4 separate regions of the Mus musculus genome follow, and regions 2, 3 and 4 are each linked to region 1. Evidence: chromatin contacts called from public Hi-C and HiChIP or PLAC-seq data. All regions are on one chromosome and are shown on one strand. The core of a region is the stretch at or near the end of the contact, and the rest is flanking DNA. Distances in the headings are between cores, read along the strand shown. Region 1 holds the start of Apbb1ip (amyloid beta (A4) precursor protein-binding, family B, member 1 interacting protein). Region 2 overlaps Apbb1ip (amyloid beta (A4) precursor protein-binding, family B, member 1 interacting protein). Region 3 has its middle 50 kb from the start of Apbb1ip. Region 4 overlaps Apbb1ip (amyloid beta (A4) precursor protein-binding, family B, member 1 interacting protein).

Region 1 (2,803 bases), core at 200-2,699:
CCACAACTCCAATTGACATAGAAGCCCTATCAGCATAACCATTACTTTATACCGTCACCTTTTATTCTTTCTCAGCATGTTGACTATGCAGTGTATTAGCTGTTTTCTGTGGAGTAGGGTGTGCCATCCAGCAAAGCAGCAATCCTTTCTGTTACTGCTGTTTATGTTCTTCTTAGACAAACTATATATAGTCTCCCATTGAGTACTGGAACTATCTGAAATTAATTATATGTCTAATTTATATCTTCATGTCTCCACCATTTTGCCTTACAGTGAACCCTTAAAGACACAGCTGTGTAGAGGAAGAGAAATTAACTCAATCATCATTTAAAATCATAATTGATTTTAGTGGCTGTATTTTCAGATCTCCCTAAACACTTTCTCTCAGAGTGAGTCCCAGTCAATCTTGTGATATACAAGCTATGAACAAACAAAATCATAAGAACAAAACCAGAAAGTGATCTTGGTGGCACATGAGAGGCAGGAGGATCTCTATATGTTCGAAGCCAGCCTGATATACATTGTAAGTTCGAGGACAGCCAGTGTGACAATTACACTCTGACTTTAAAAAATAAAGATGTTGGAGGGACCACAGCCCATCATCAGAGTAGTCTCCACTGAGAACAGACACCTGCTGAGCCCTTCCTTTACCTCCACCCAGGGAAAGATCTACTCTGGCACAAAGGCCATCACACTGCACCACTTCTCTGTCCACCCTAACTGGAACGTCCCCTTCTGGGCTGGTCCAGGAAGTCTTAGACAATGGCAGATTGAGGAAGTGCAGCGAGGGTTGAGGTAAAGACATAGAAGGCTGTTGCAAAATAAGCTGGCCCCTTTACCCTTTGTGGAACTTAATAGATTGGGATTGATCCACACGATGTGAAAATAAACGGAAGACAGGCCTCAACAGAAGCAGAGGGTCCTTTTATTAAAACAGTGAAAGGAGGCAGTCTTGGGGGAAGTGGAGGCTGCGCAGATGCTCAGGGAGCTTGACGGTTTTGTGGGGCAGAAAAGGGAACTTACATCTGTTCCGCTCAAGTCTCAAAATTGTAACCAACGTAGGTTGATATTTAGATCTCCTTGGGAACTAACTGCCTGCAGGTGTTACTGACTGGTGAACTCTCTTGTAGGGAGTTTCTCAGCTAATCTGAGACTTTTAGTCCTGAGCACCCCTTGAGCACTAACCCTTCAGACTAGCATCTGGGCGTTAGTCTCAGACTCTTACAAAGAACACAAGACCCACACAGATGAGAGAAGGCTTTCTCTGACCTTAGGGCAGGAAGTGTTTTCTTCCAGGGGTGGACAGGGTTTGGAAAAAACAACCCGAACTTGCTAAACTTGCGGAGCCCTTTAGGCGGGGCTTGGTGTCTGTCTATTCTCCTCCAGGGCTTTGCTAGCTAGCACCTCCGTGCAAAGCCGAGAGTCTGCGCCGCCGGGTGGGCAGGGCTCAAAGCACTTCCTCCTCCCTGAGCCCACGTCCTCGCCTCGAGGCCGGTCCAGCCCAGAGGCGCCAACCACTCATCTCTGCTCATTCCGGTGCACTTAGGCTCAACCCGGCCCATCTCTGGCTCAGCCCCGCGCATCTCTGCACAGCCTCCTCGCATCTCTGCAAGCCCCCCTCGCACCCTCCTCCCAGCAGTCAAGGTAAGCGGCACCCTAGTCCTGCGCACGGGTTTGGGGTACTCAGGCTGCCACACTGCGTGTCCTATGGGGGTGGGGGAGACAACAGTTGTGGCACAGGTCCACGCACCGGCCACGTGAACACGCCCCCCCCCCCTTCCCCTGGCAGCCAGGAAGCTTCAGGTCCCCTGGGCACCTCTTGTGCTCTTGACCTGTGGCTCCCTCTTCTCCCCACTGCGTTTTGTTTTAACAGATTTTCTGCTTAAGAAATGTTACCAGGTCTCAGGGACCCCACATTAAATTGAGCTAATCTTGAAACAAAACATCCCCTGAGGCATTTTAGGGCACCTCACATTAAGTGGTAGTCTGAGGAGACTCATTTGAGAGTCAGAGGACACATAGCTCAAAGTGTTTCCCTTCATTTAAAACTTTAACTGCAGTTCTGCTTTTTGAAGCCTGTCTTTCCCTCTCAGTCTCCTTTTCTTTGTAAAAAATGTGGTAAGGATAAGTTTGAATACCAGACAAGGGTTTCCTAATTTAGTTTGGAGTGAAGATTCAGAAAATGCTTTATATATTGAAAGACAAGAATGCTCTTGTATACCACCACCACCACCACCACCACTGCCACCACCACCGCTAGAACCCCCAGTACAGGCCCCTCGCTCGGACTTTATCACGTGTACCTCTTCATTCCCCTTGGCGATGTATTTCTCAGCTTTCATACCAAGGTGCAGAGTGACATGTGCTCTCCTAGAGCGTCTCAGCATCTCTGTTCAAAGAGTAGTTTTGTGATGGGAACGCCGAGTAAAGGGGAAAACTGAGCAGACAAGAGGCTGTGGGTTTATCCTCCATACCGGCAGTGATATGGTGTGAACAAAAGCAAGTGCGCCAATCTGGGACTCCAAACTGAAACTTCAGAAAAGAAACTTTGGCTTTCATACTAAACCGAGGGTTTTGCCTTCTGGGCCTCCCTAAAATGGGAGCACGTGGGCCTGAAGAGGAATGCTGGCTAGCAAGATAGCAGAAGATAAGAAAAAGAGTCGCTTGTACCCAATGTCCTTCCAGGTGGTGTCTCCTGTCTGATCAGTGAACTCAGAGTCTAGCAAATGTAATGTCATCTTCAAACTATTAGCACTTAACTTGTAAATTCTTATAAATATTTGTGACCTTTCTGGTACTTGGT
Region 2 (2,803 bases), core at 208-2,707, 52 kb after region 1:
GTCCTTTAAAAATATTTCCAAGTAAGAACCCTGCTCAGTTTCCTGTGGGCTCCTATTGTCCTGAATGGTGGTGGTCACTATCATTCAAATCATCGTAATGATGCTGGGAATGCCTAAAATTTTAAATTTAAATCACATGATAAATCCACATTGTATCACACTCATTGCTTCATCGATTGAGACAAAGCAGAATCGCCAAGCATAGGGCCCCTCGTGGTATCAGGGGGACCATCAATTCCTTGAAAGTAAACACAAAGTTGAGTGTTCAGGTAGATAGTTACAAAGTTCCTCACTTTCAATTGTTCCTAAAGTATCTTGGCACTCAAAATTATTTCAGAAACCAGTGATATTAGAAGAGATAATTCTACTTTCAAACAGTAGAAATGTAACACCTTTTTTCCTTTCATGAAAAACAATTCAATTTCTTATCATTATAAATAAACAAATAAGATTTTGCTGACATGACCCTGATATAGCTGTCTCTTGTGAGACTATGCCAGTGCCTGGCAAATACAGAAGTGGATGCTCACAGTCATCTATTGGATGGAACACAGGGCCCCCAATGGAGGAGCTAGAGAAAGTACCCAAGGAGCTGAAGGAGTCTGTAACCCTATAAGAGGAACAGCAATATGAACTAACCAGTACCCCCTGGAGCTTGTGTCTCTAGCTGCATATGTAGCAGAAGATGGCCTAATCAGCCATCACTGGGAGGAGAGGCCCTTGGTCTTGCAAAGATTATATGCCCTAGTACAGGGGAATGCCAGGTCCAGGAAGCAGGCATGGGTGGTTTGGGGAACAGGGAGGGGGGAGGGTATAGGGGACTTTCGGCATAGCATTTGAAATGTAAATGAAGAAAATATCTAATAAAAAGTTTAAAAATAAAAAAATTAATAAATACATAAACAAACAAATAAACAAGAGAACCTTAATAGTCCTATTGATAAGATTTTACATTATAAAATCAAAGGTTTTATTCCTTTGAAATATAAGGATATTTCACACTCTTTGCTGATGTTCATTTTTGTGTTCATTAGTGGAGTGTTTGTTTTATTTCGTTTTGTTTATTTTGTTTTGCTTTGGAGTTTTTGTGATTTGTAAGGTTAAGTTTTGGCTTTTGTATTAAAATGTAGGCTGTTAAAGACTCTTTAAAGCTTCTAATAACAGCTAGGAGTCCTCCTCTAAATAGATACCATAAACCAAGAGGATGTGTATAATGGTAGGAAGGGCTCAACTCCCTCAGGATGAATGCTTTAATAGGTTCTGTAGGTTGGTATCTGTATTAGTTATTTTTCTGTTGCTGTGATAAAAATACTACTACCAGAGGAAGTTAAGAGTTTATTTTAGCTTACAGCTATAGAGAAATCCCATCATATTGGGGGAGACCCAGCAGCAGGCTTGCAGAGCAGGAAGCTAACTGATCACATTCTAGGCACAGGATAGAAGCAGAAAGCCAACTGGTCATGAGACAAGGCCATAGACTCTCAAAGCCCATTTCCACCCATGTACTTTCTCCAGCAAGGTTCCACATCCTAAAATTTCCTGCACTTCCCCAAACAGCACCACCAGCAAGGGCCAAAGTTCAAGTACATCAGTTTATGAGGGCTTTTGCTTCGTTCACATTCACAGTCCCCTGTTCTTTGAGCTGAGCACAGATAGCATGTTCTAAGTACTTCATACAGTCCTTGAAGTCATAGTTTCATTTCTTCCGATAAAATCCTCAAGGCTATAATCAACAGTTGCCTTCTGTATATTTGAGTAGAATATTTTAGTCAAGGGCATTACCTACATTCTGAAAATGAAGGATGTGAAATTCGGTAATTTTGTTTCTCTAAATGAACCAACACACAATTAGTCACTGGTGTGATTTATTGGACTCTGTTGACTGTCTTGCCCCTTTACAGGAAGAAGAAGAAGCCAAAGCAAAGGCTGATAAAATTAAGTTAGCACTGGAAAAGCTGAAGGAAGCCAAGGTTAAGAAGGTAAGCTACCAAACACATTTGCATAGGGGAGTTAAATTAATGATGTCATATTATAGTTACCGGTAAACAGTATAATAAATGTTCATGTGCCTCTGAGAATACAGGTCAGTAGTTGGTTATCTGTTTAGCATGCACAAGACCACAGCTTTAACAGTGTCATTGAAAGAAAACTCAAGTAGCACTTTCCAAATAATTTTTAAAGAATTCTCAGAACATAGGACATGACAACATTTTTCTCTACATAACACCATTTAGCTAATTTGCAATTTCTAGGTAGGGAACCTACCTCCATCCATTTCTTATAAGGGCTTTCTGGTGCTCCATGGCAAAGAGCTCTCCATGGTGAGAACAAGAGCGTCCAAAAGCATTTGCTTAGCTCACATGTGACTTTTTGCTGGTTTCACATACATTTTCCCATAAACCAGGATAGTGGGAGTAGAAATTCCCTTTAACAAGAAAGAAAAAAGTCTTTGGTTTTGCTATCACCTAGGCAAGGGCCTTCTCAGTTCCATTTTGAGAACTTAAAATATGTCCATCCTGGAATCCCTTCCCTGAGGGATGCTCTCTGGGGTCTTCCATAGCTCTCTGCTTATAGCATCCTCTGGGCATGCTTTAATTGGGTCACACCTTAGCAACCTTGGCCTCACATTTACATAGTTTCTTTTGTGAATTTTATGCTCCTTGGGAAGCCTCTAGACATTAAGCTTGTGTGGACGTCTCCCCATGAATCAAACATTTGTTATTAATCTAGTCTTTAATTTGTGTAAGCTTTGAGTGATCTGTTTCTTATCCTTCTTTACCAATTAGCCTATAATTTTCTTGGA
Region 3 (2,803 bases), core at 217-2,716, 50 kb before region 1:
GGACAAGTGGCTGTGTATAAAAGCAGCTGAACACACCAGTAAGCAGCATCCCTTCACAGTCCCTACCTCAGGTCCTGCCTCCTGGTAGCTGCCTGAGTTCCTGCCCTGACTTGCCTGTGATGCATCCTGATACAGGAGTTAGACAATGACACAGACTCTATCTTCCCCAGTTGTTTTTAGTCATGGTGTTTTAGCACAGAAGCATACTGCAAACTTGATCAAGTAGAATTCTACTACCATACAGCAAACAGTACAAATTAGGAAATGTGCATACATGCTATAGGAGACAGGAAGTAAAGAGATACAGTAAGAAACCACAGACCAAACAGACGGTGCAAATGCACACCTTCAGACCATCTTCTAAGAGCTGATTCGGTATAGACTCAACAATGGATTAACCCATAATGAAGTGGCACCCTCATGATTGCCTGTCAATAGTGCCACCAGCTGAAGAGCAAGCCTCAGTATATGAGCCTTTTGGGTAGATGTTTCATATTCAAATCATACAGAGATTGGCTTGGAGCAGGGCCTGCACTAAGCTCCGGTTGCAGTATCTGTGCTCTAGCTGATCACAAGCTTTGGTTGCAGCCACTAATCAAATGAGCATAACCACTTACACTGCTTCTGTTCCTCGGGCTCTTTGCAGTAAGTACTGCTAGATCACACTGTTGGAGTTCTCAGGACCTGTTCTGGTTCTAAAGCTATCCAATTTGAAGATATGTTTTGTTTACTTGTTTTGTTTTATTTTGTTTATAACTGCTGGAATAAAGTCTTCTCATGCATGTTGGAAAAACTTAAAACTCCAACCTCAACGGACCAATAAACACTCCTTTCTGCTAACTAGCTTACACAGTATCAGAAGAAGTCATGCAGACTACTTGAGGAGAAAAGACACCAAGCACTGGACTCTACAAGCAGCAATACCCACCCTATATATAGGCAAGATATACCAATGTTGCAATAGTAGAATGTGGCTATGGGAGTAACTGACCATTTTCTTTTTTTTATTCTTTATTTAGATTTATTTGTATTTCATGTGTATGACATGGTTGTCAGTGTGCATTTATGTATACCATGAGCATGGCTGCTGCCTGGAAAGAACATGTAGATACTGAGAACGAACCCAGGGCCTTTCCAAGCACAAGGGCTCTTAACCACTGAGCTATCATTCCAGACTCCACTCCCTCCCTCCCCTCAACAGCCTTCTGATTGGCTGTGACTCCTGCTCCCTAGGAGGAAGTTCATGCCAGGCACTCACTGTAGGCCTGGTCCAAAGCCTATGATTAGAGAACTCACAGGTTCTAGAGGACTTCTGCTGTATTATCAAATGGTCACACTGCCCAACTTCCTTATAAATAGTTACATTTATACTCGAAGATTTGTGTTACTTTCCGCCCTGATCAGAGAAATTTCTCATTGCAGTGAGTCATGCTTAAGGCCAGAGACTCACAGCTGGGCAATGTGCTGAGTGTAAATAACCATGAGTGCTCAGATACAAATGAGTCATCTATATCAGTCTTCCTCAGCCAAGGCTCAGGGAACTGTGGTGATTTGAATGAAAATGGCTCTCTGAGTGGCACTGTTTGAAAGAACATGTGGCCTTGCTGGAGTAGGCAAGATCTTATTGGAGGAAGTGTATCACTGGGGGTGGCCTTTGAGGTTTCAGAAGCTCAAGCAAGGCCCAGTAGCTTGCTCTTCCTGCTACCTGCCAATCCTGATGTAGAACTCTCAGCTACTAGCATCATGTCAGCCTGCATGTCACCATGCTTCCCACCATGATGATAATGGACTAAACCTCTGAACTATAAGCCAGCCCCAATTAAATGTTGTCTTTTTTAATTTTTATTTTATGTTTAATTTATTTTTACACTCCATATTCCATTCCTGACCCCATCCACCCTCTGACTGCTCCACATCCCACACCTCCTCCCCATCCCACCCCATCTCCATATAGCTGCCCCTACCTCCCACCCCACCTGACCTCTAAACTCCCTGGGTCTCCAGTCTCTTGAAGGTTAGGTGCATCATCTCTGAATGAACAACAGACCCAGAAGTCCTCTACTGTATGTGTGTTGGGGGCCTCATATCAGGTGATGTATGCTGACTGTTTGATAGTCCAGTGTTTGAGAGATCTCAGAGGTCCAGATTTATTGAGACTGCTGGTCCTCCTACAGAATTGCCCTTCTCCTCAGCTTCTTTCAGCCTTCCCTAACAACAGGGGTCACCTGTTTCTGTCTACTGGTTTGGTGCAAATATCTGCATCTGACTCTTTCAGCTGTTTGTTGGGTCATTTGGAGGGCAGTCATGATAGATCCCTTTTTGTGAGCACTCCATAGCCTCAGTAATAGTGTCAGGCCTTGGGACCTCCCCTTGAGTTGCATCCCACTTTGGGCCTGTCACTGGACCTTCTTTTCCTCAGGCTCCTCTCTATTTCCAGCTCTGTAATTCTTTCAGACAGGAACAATTATGGGTCAGAGATGTGACTGTGCTATGGAAACCCCATTCCTCACTTGATGTCCTGTCTCCCTGCTAGAGATGAGCTCCATAAATTCCCTTTCCCTGCTGTCTGGCATTTCATTTAAGGTCCTTTCCTTTGAGTTCTGGGGATCTCTCAACTCCCAGGTCTCTGGTGCATTATGGGGGGTCCTCCCATCCTCCTATTTCCTGAGGTTGCCTGTTTACATTCTTTCTGCTGGCCCTCAGTGCTTTAGTCCTTTTCCCTCACCCAATACCAGATCAAGTTCCCCTCTTCACTCCCACTCCCCCTCCCCATGTCCACTTTTCCTCCCTTCCTCTCCACTTG
Region 4 (2,803 bases), core at 208-2,707, 33 kb after region 1:
GAGAGAACAGTGATCCACACTGTTCTTCACACCTTTAGAAGAGGGTTCATGTTTCTTTGAAAAATACTTTTGCTCCATGATGGGTTGACTCTATGGATCTTGAACCCTCACATATGGAGGGATGACCCGCAACGTTAAATGCTGAATCTGATGATGGAACCGTCGCATGTGGTCATGTGAGATTCATTGGTAATCTTGACCCAGAGAGTAGGTGACATGTCAGGAACAAAAGTTGAACTGGGGTACATTCAGAAGGCAGCAGACCAAGTGTGAGCCAATGAATAAACTTGACTAGCCCCAGGAGTTTTGTTTATTGAACATCAATATGCCTAGTTTATCTACAAAGGCTGTCAATAAATATTTGCTGGATTTGTTCTTCAAAAAAATTCTAAACTGTGTTACAATTTTGTTTTATGTCACAAGAGATTCAAACTCAGAACAGTTCCCCATTCATTATATAGACATTCTAAATGTAATAAAGGGGGAACTTAAGAAACACCCCAAGGTTTAGAAGGATCTTTTCACACTCTGTATGTTCAACTGAAATGAGTCTGCAACCTGTGTCCCAGAGATCCAGAAAAGCCTTTCAGATGAGAGGATGGTAGAGTGTGGTACTCCTCTGACCTGGCCTGGTCTCCTTGTGCTCCATGATGCTTCCTTGATGAGTTGTGTTCAGTAACTTGGAGTCTGATTGAATCATCTTTCTTTTTGCCCCTGGGGAGCTTGGTCTGGCTGAGTGCCTGGCTCTGTTCACACAGAAGCAGGTTGGAAGTATGTACATTTGAAAGTCAAGCTCCTAGACCTGATGGTTCACACCTGTATCCCTAGCACTAGGGTGGTGGAGGCAGGAGGATTTTGAATTTGAGGTCAGCCGGAGTTACACAACCAGAATAGCTGAAAAATTAATTAATTGGTGTGTGCACTCATGTGTGTATACACACACATATCCTCTTAAAACTGTGGTAGCCCATCTCATTGCTCAGTGTGGAGTGTGTGTGTGAGTGTGTGTGTGTGCCCACACACATGCATATACACATACATGCCAACCTCTTGTTCTTTAAAGCAGCCTGTCAGTATTTAAGTTACTGAACGAAGTCATGCCATTCCCAAATGACTTTCTTTTTACAACTGTTTTTCATCTCACTGTCCCATGACATAATTGTGAAAGTGAGCTGTTGTGTTGGACGTTGGTACATGACCACACACAGAAGTACAAATGCAGTGTCCCTGCGAGTTTCCCCTGTGACAAGTGTGGTTAGTCTCTATTGTCTCATGAGCACAGTGACTGTCCAGCAATCTCAGGAGCTGGTTTTCATTCATCTCAAGCACACTGTGCAAAAGCAGGTCAAACAACTCCCCTGAATTCCTCTTAGTTCTTTGTCAAGTTATATTAGTTTGTCTTCTCTGTTACATTGGAGGTACCTCTGTTTCCTGTTTCACATTACCTTGGCTTCCTCCTCTGCCCCTAAACATTGCAGCAACCTTAAACCACGTGCTGTGCTGTTCTGTGAACCACTTCCTCTTCAGGAGAAGCTTTCATTACATTTTGGGGAGAAAAAAAGAAATTATGCTGAAAAAAAATTAGGTCAAGCTCAACAATGTAACTTGATCACCAAACATATCATAAAGGAACAACTTCATAACTTCTGCTGACATGTGTGTTCGGCTGGATTCTGCACTTTGTATTTCACACCAATTGTGACACCAGTCAGGTGTGACACCAACTAAATGTGACTGAAATTTTTTTTCTTTTTGAGACTAGGTCTCATTATGTCGCTGAGACTGACTGGAACTTGCTATGTAGTTCAGGCTTCCCTCAAACTTACAAATCATCTGCACCCATTTCCCAAGTGCCACCATACTGAATTTCACGGAAGTAGTTTCCAAAAAAGTTTGCTTCCTTTTAATCTATCTTTGTGGTATGTTCAGTTGTTCCTTGAAAAGCTATTATCAGCTGCCTATTTTTAAAGCTTAGAAATAATGAAGGCAGAAGAAAATTGTTGCTAAGAGAGCCTCAGATTTTTAAATGTTGTTTCTCATTAATTTTAATTATGACAAGCTGATTATAGACTCAAAATACTGTTCACCTGTAATGTAAAAAAATCAGTCTAACAATATAATCATCTTTTTTACCATCTTCTAACTGCAAAGATGGTATGTAAGCTCTAAATACTTAATCTTTGGTGTAGGCCCAGGATAATTGCAGTTACAGAAACCCACACAGGAAGTCTTACAGGGGTTAAGCCTCTAACCATGTAATGCATATTTATTGACTGCTCAACCTTGTTTAAGCACTGGGTACCTCAGTATTCTCTTTTGTAAAGTAAAGATTTATTTCTCATACTTTATGCTATGAATGTTTTGCCTATATGTATAATTTTGTACCATATGTGTGCTTGGTGCCCAAGAAAATCAGAAGAGGGCACTAGATTCCCTGGAACTGGAGTTACAGATGGTTGTGAGTAACCATGTGGGTGCTGGGAGTCAAACCTGGTAACAGGTGCTCATAACCAGTGAAGAATCCCTTCAACCCAAAGCTACTTCATTTTTACTTTTTAAAATAAGATGTATCATCTGCTCATGGCGTTAAAATGAGTTAGGAATAGCATGGGAACAATTCAGGGACTTTTTTTTTTCCTCCCTCTTTTTCTCTTCTTCTTCTTCTTCTTCTTCTTCTTCTTCTTCTTCTTCTTCTTCTTCTTCTTCTTCTTCTTCTTCTTCTTCTTCTTCTTCTTTTTAATTTTTCTTGGTTGGTTTTGTACTTTTCAGACAAGATCTCACTAAAGAGATCCATACTGACGTT

What was found. HiChIP or PLAC-seq counts read pairs in DNA pulled down with a chosen protein or histone mark. Hi-C and Micro-C count contacts between places; a contact is called where the count stands out from the background.
Region 2: a Hi-C map of bone marrow-derived macrophages shows a contact between it and region 1, with 2.3 times the contacts expected there. The contact joins the enhancer-like site here to the promoter of Apbb1ip in region 1. A contact is called at or near these places in 9 of 39 promoter capture datasets (the 3T3-L1 cell line, the C10 cell line, the HPC-7 cell line and 5 more), 2 of 15 datasets of contacts at CTCF or cohesin (CD8 T cells and large pre-B cells), 71 of 484 Hi-C or Micro-C datasets (B cells, B-cell progenitors, the BV-2 cell line and 43 more), 18 of 115 datasets of contacts at active chromatin or transcription factors (CD8 T cells, the HPC-7 cell line, the SCID.adh cell line and 15 more) and 3 of 9 other capture datasets (adipose tissue, liver and macrophages).
Region 3: a CTCF HiChIP or PLAC-seq map of CD8 T cells shows a contact between it and region 1, with 12 read pairs. The contact joins the enhancer-like site here to the promoter of Apbb1ip in region 1. A contact is called at or near these places in 1 of 39 promoter capture datasets (macrophages), 1 of 15 datasets of contacts at CTCF or cohesin (CD8 T cells), 17 of 484 Hi-C or Micro-C datasets (CD8 T cells, adipose-derived mesenchymal stem cells, bone marrow-derived macrophages and 9 more), 4 of 115 datasets of contacts at active chromatin or transcription factors (CD8 T cells, the SCID.adh cell line, bone marrow-derived macrophages and 1 more) and 1 of 9 other capture datasets (adipose tissue).
Region 4: a Hi-C map of CD8 T cells shows a contact between it and region 1, with 2.8 times the contacts expected there. The contact joins the enhancer-like site here to the promoter of Apbb1ip in region 1. A contact is called at or near these places in 10 of 39 promoter capture datasets (the 3T3-L1 cell line, the C10 cell line, the HPC-7 cell line and 5 more), 3 of 15 datasets of contacts at CTCF or cohesin (CD8 T cells, large pre-B cells and pro-B cells), 83 of 484 Hi-C or Micro-C datasets (B cells, B-cell progenitors, the Ba/F3 cell line and 53 more), 26 of 115 datasets of contacts at active chromatin or transcription factors (the 230-238 cell line, CD8 T cells, DN3 thymocytes and 19 more) and 3 of 9 other capture datasets (adipose tissue, liver and macrophages).

The regions. Positions count from the first base shown.
Region 1 is chr2:22,772,878-22,775,680 of GRCm38.p6, forward strand. It overlaps Apbb1ip (amyloid beta (A4) precursor protein-binding, family B, member 1 interacting protein), which reads left to right and starts at 1,450. Exons shown (of 14, transcript NM_019456.2): 1 at 1,450-1,644.
Region 2 is chr2:22,824,949-22,827,751 of GRCm38.p6, forward strand. It overlaps Apbb1ip (amyloid beta (A4) precursor protein-binding, family B, member 1 interacting protein), which reads left to right. Exons shown (of 14, transcript NM_019456.2): 5 at 1,902-1,979. Among named protein-coding and RNA genes, the nearest start is that of Apbb1ip, 52 kb to the left of the region's middle. Within about 2 kb of position 1,458, at least 2 of the 459 cell types and tissues checked have an H3K27ac peak or open chromatin away from gene starts, as enhancers often do. A contact at or near this core is called in bone marrow-derived macrophages, where this site is marked.
Region 3 is chr2:22,722,880-22,725,682 of GRCm38.p6, forward strand. No RefSeq gene overlaps it. Among named protein-coding and RNA genes, the nearest start is that of Apbb1ip, 50 kb to the right of the region's middle. Within about 2 kb of position 1,467, at least 61 of the 459 cell types and tissues checked have an H3K27ac peak or open chromatin away from gene starts, as enhancers often do. A contact at or near this core is called in CD8 T cells, adipose-derived mesenchymal stem cells, bone marrow-derived macrophages and 1 more, where this site is marked.
Region 4 is chr2:22,806,049-22,808,851 of GRCm38.p6, forward strand. The region is part of intron 1 of Apbb1ip (amyloid beta (A4) precursor protein-binding, family B, member 1 interacting protein); the gene reads left to right. Among named protein-coding and RNA genes, the nearest start is that of Apbb1ip, 33 kb to the left of the region's middle. Within about 2 kb of position 1,458, at least 112 of the 459 cell types and tissues checked have an H3K27ac peak or open chromatin away from gene starts, as enhancers often do. A contact at or near this core is called in the 230-238 cell line, B cells, the Ba/F3 cell line and 39 more, where this site is marked.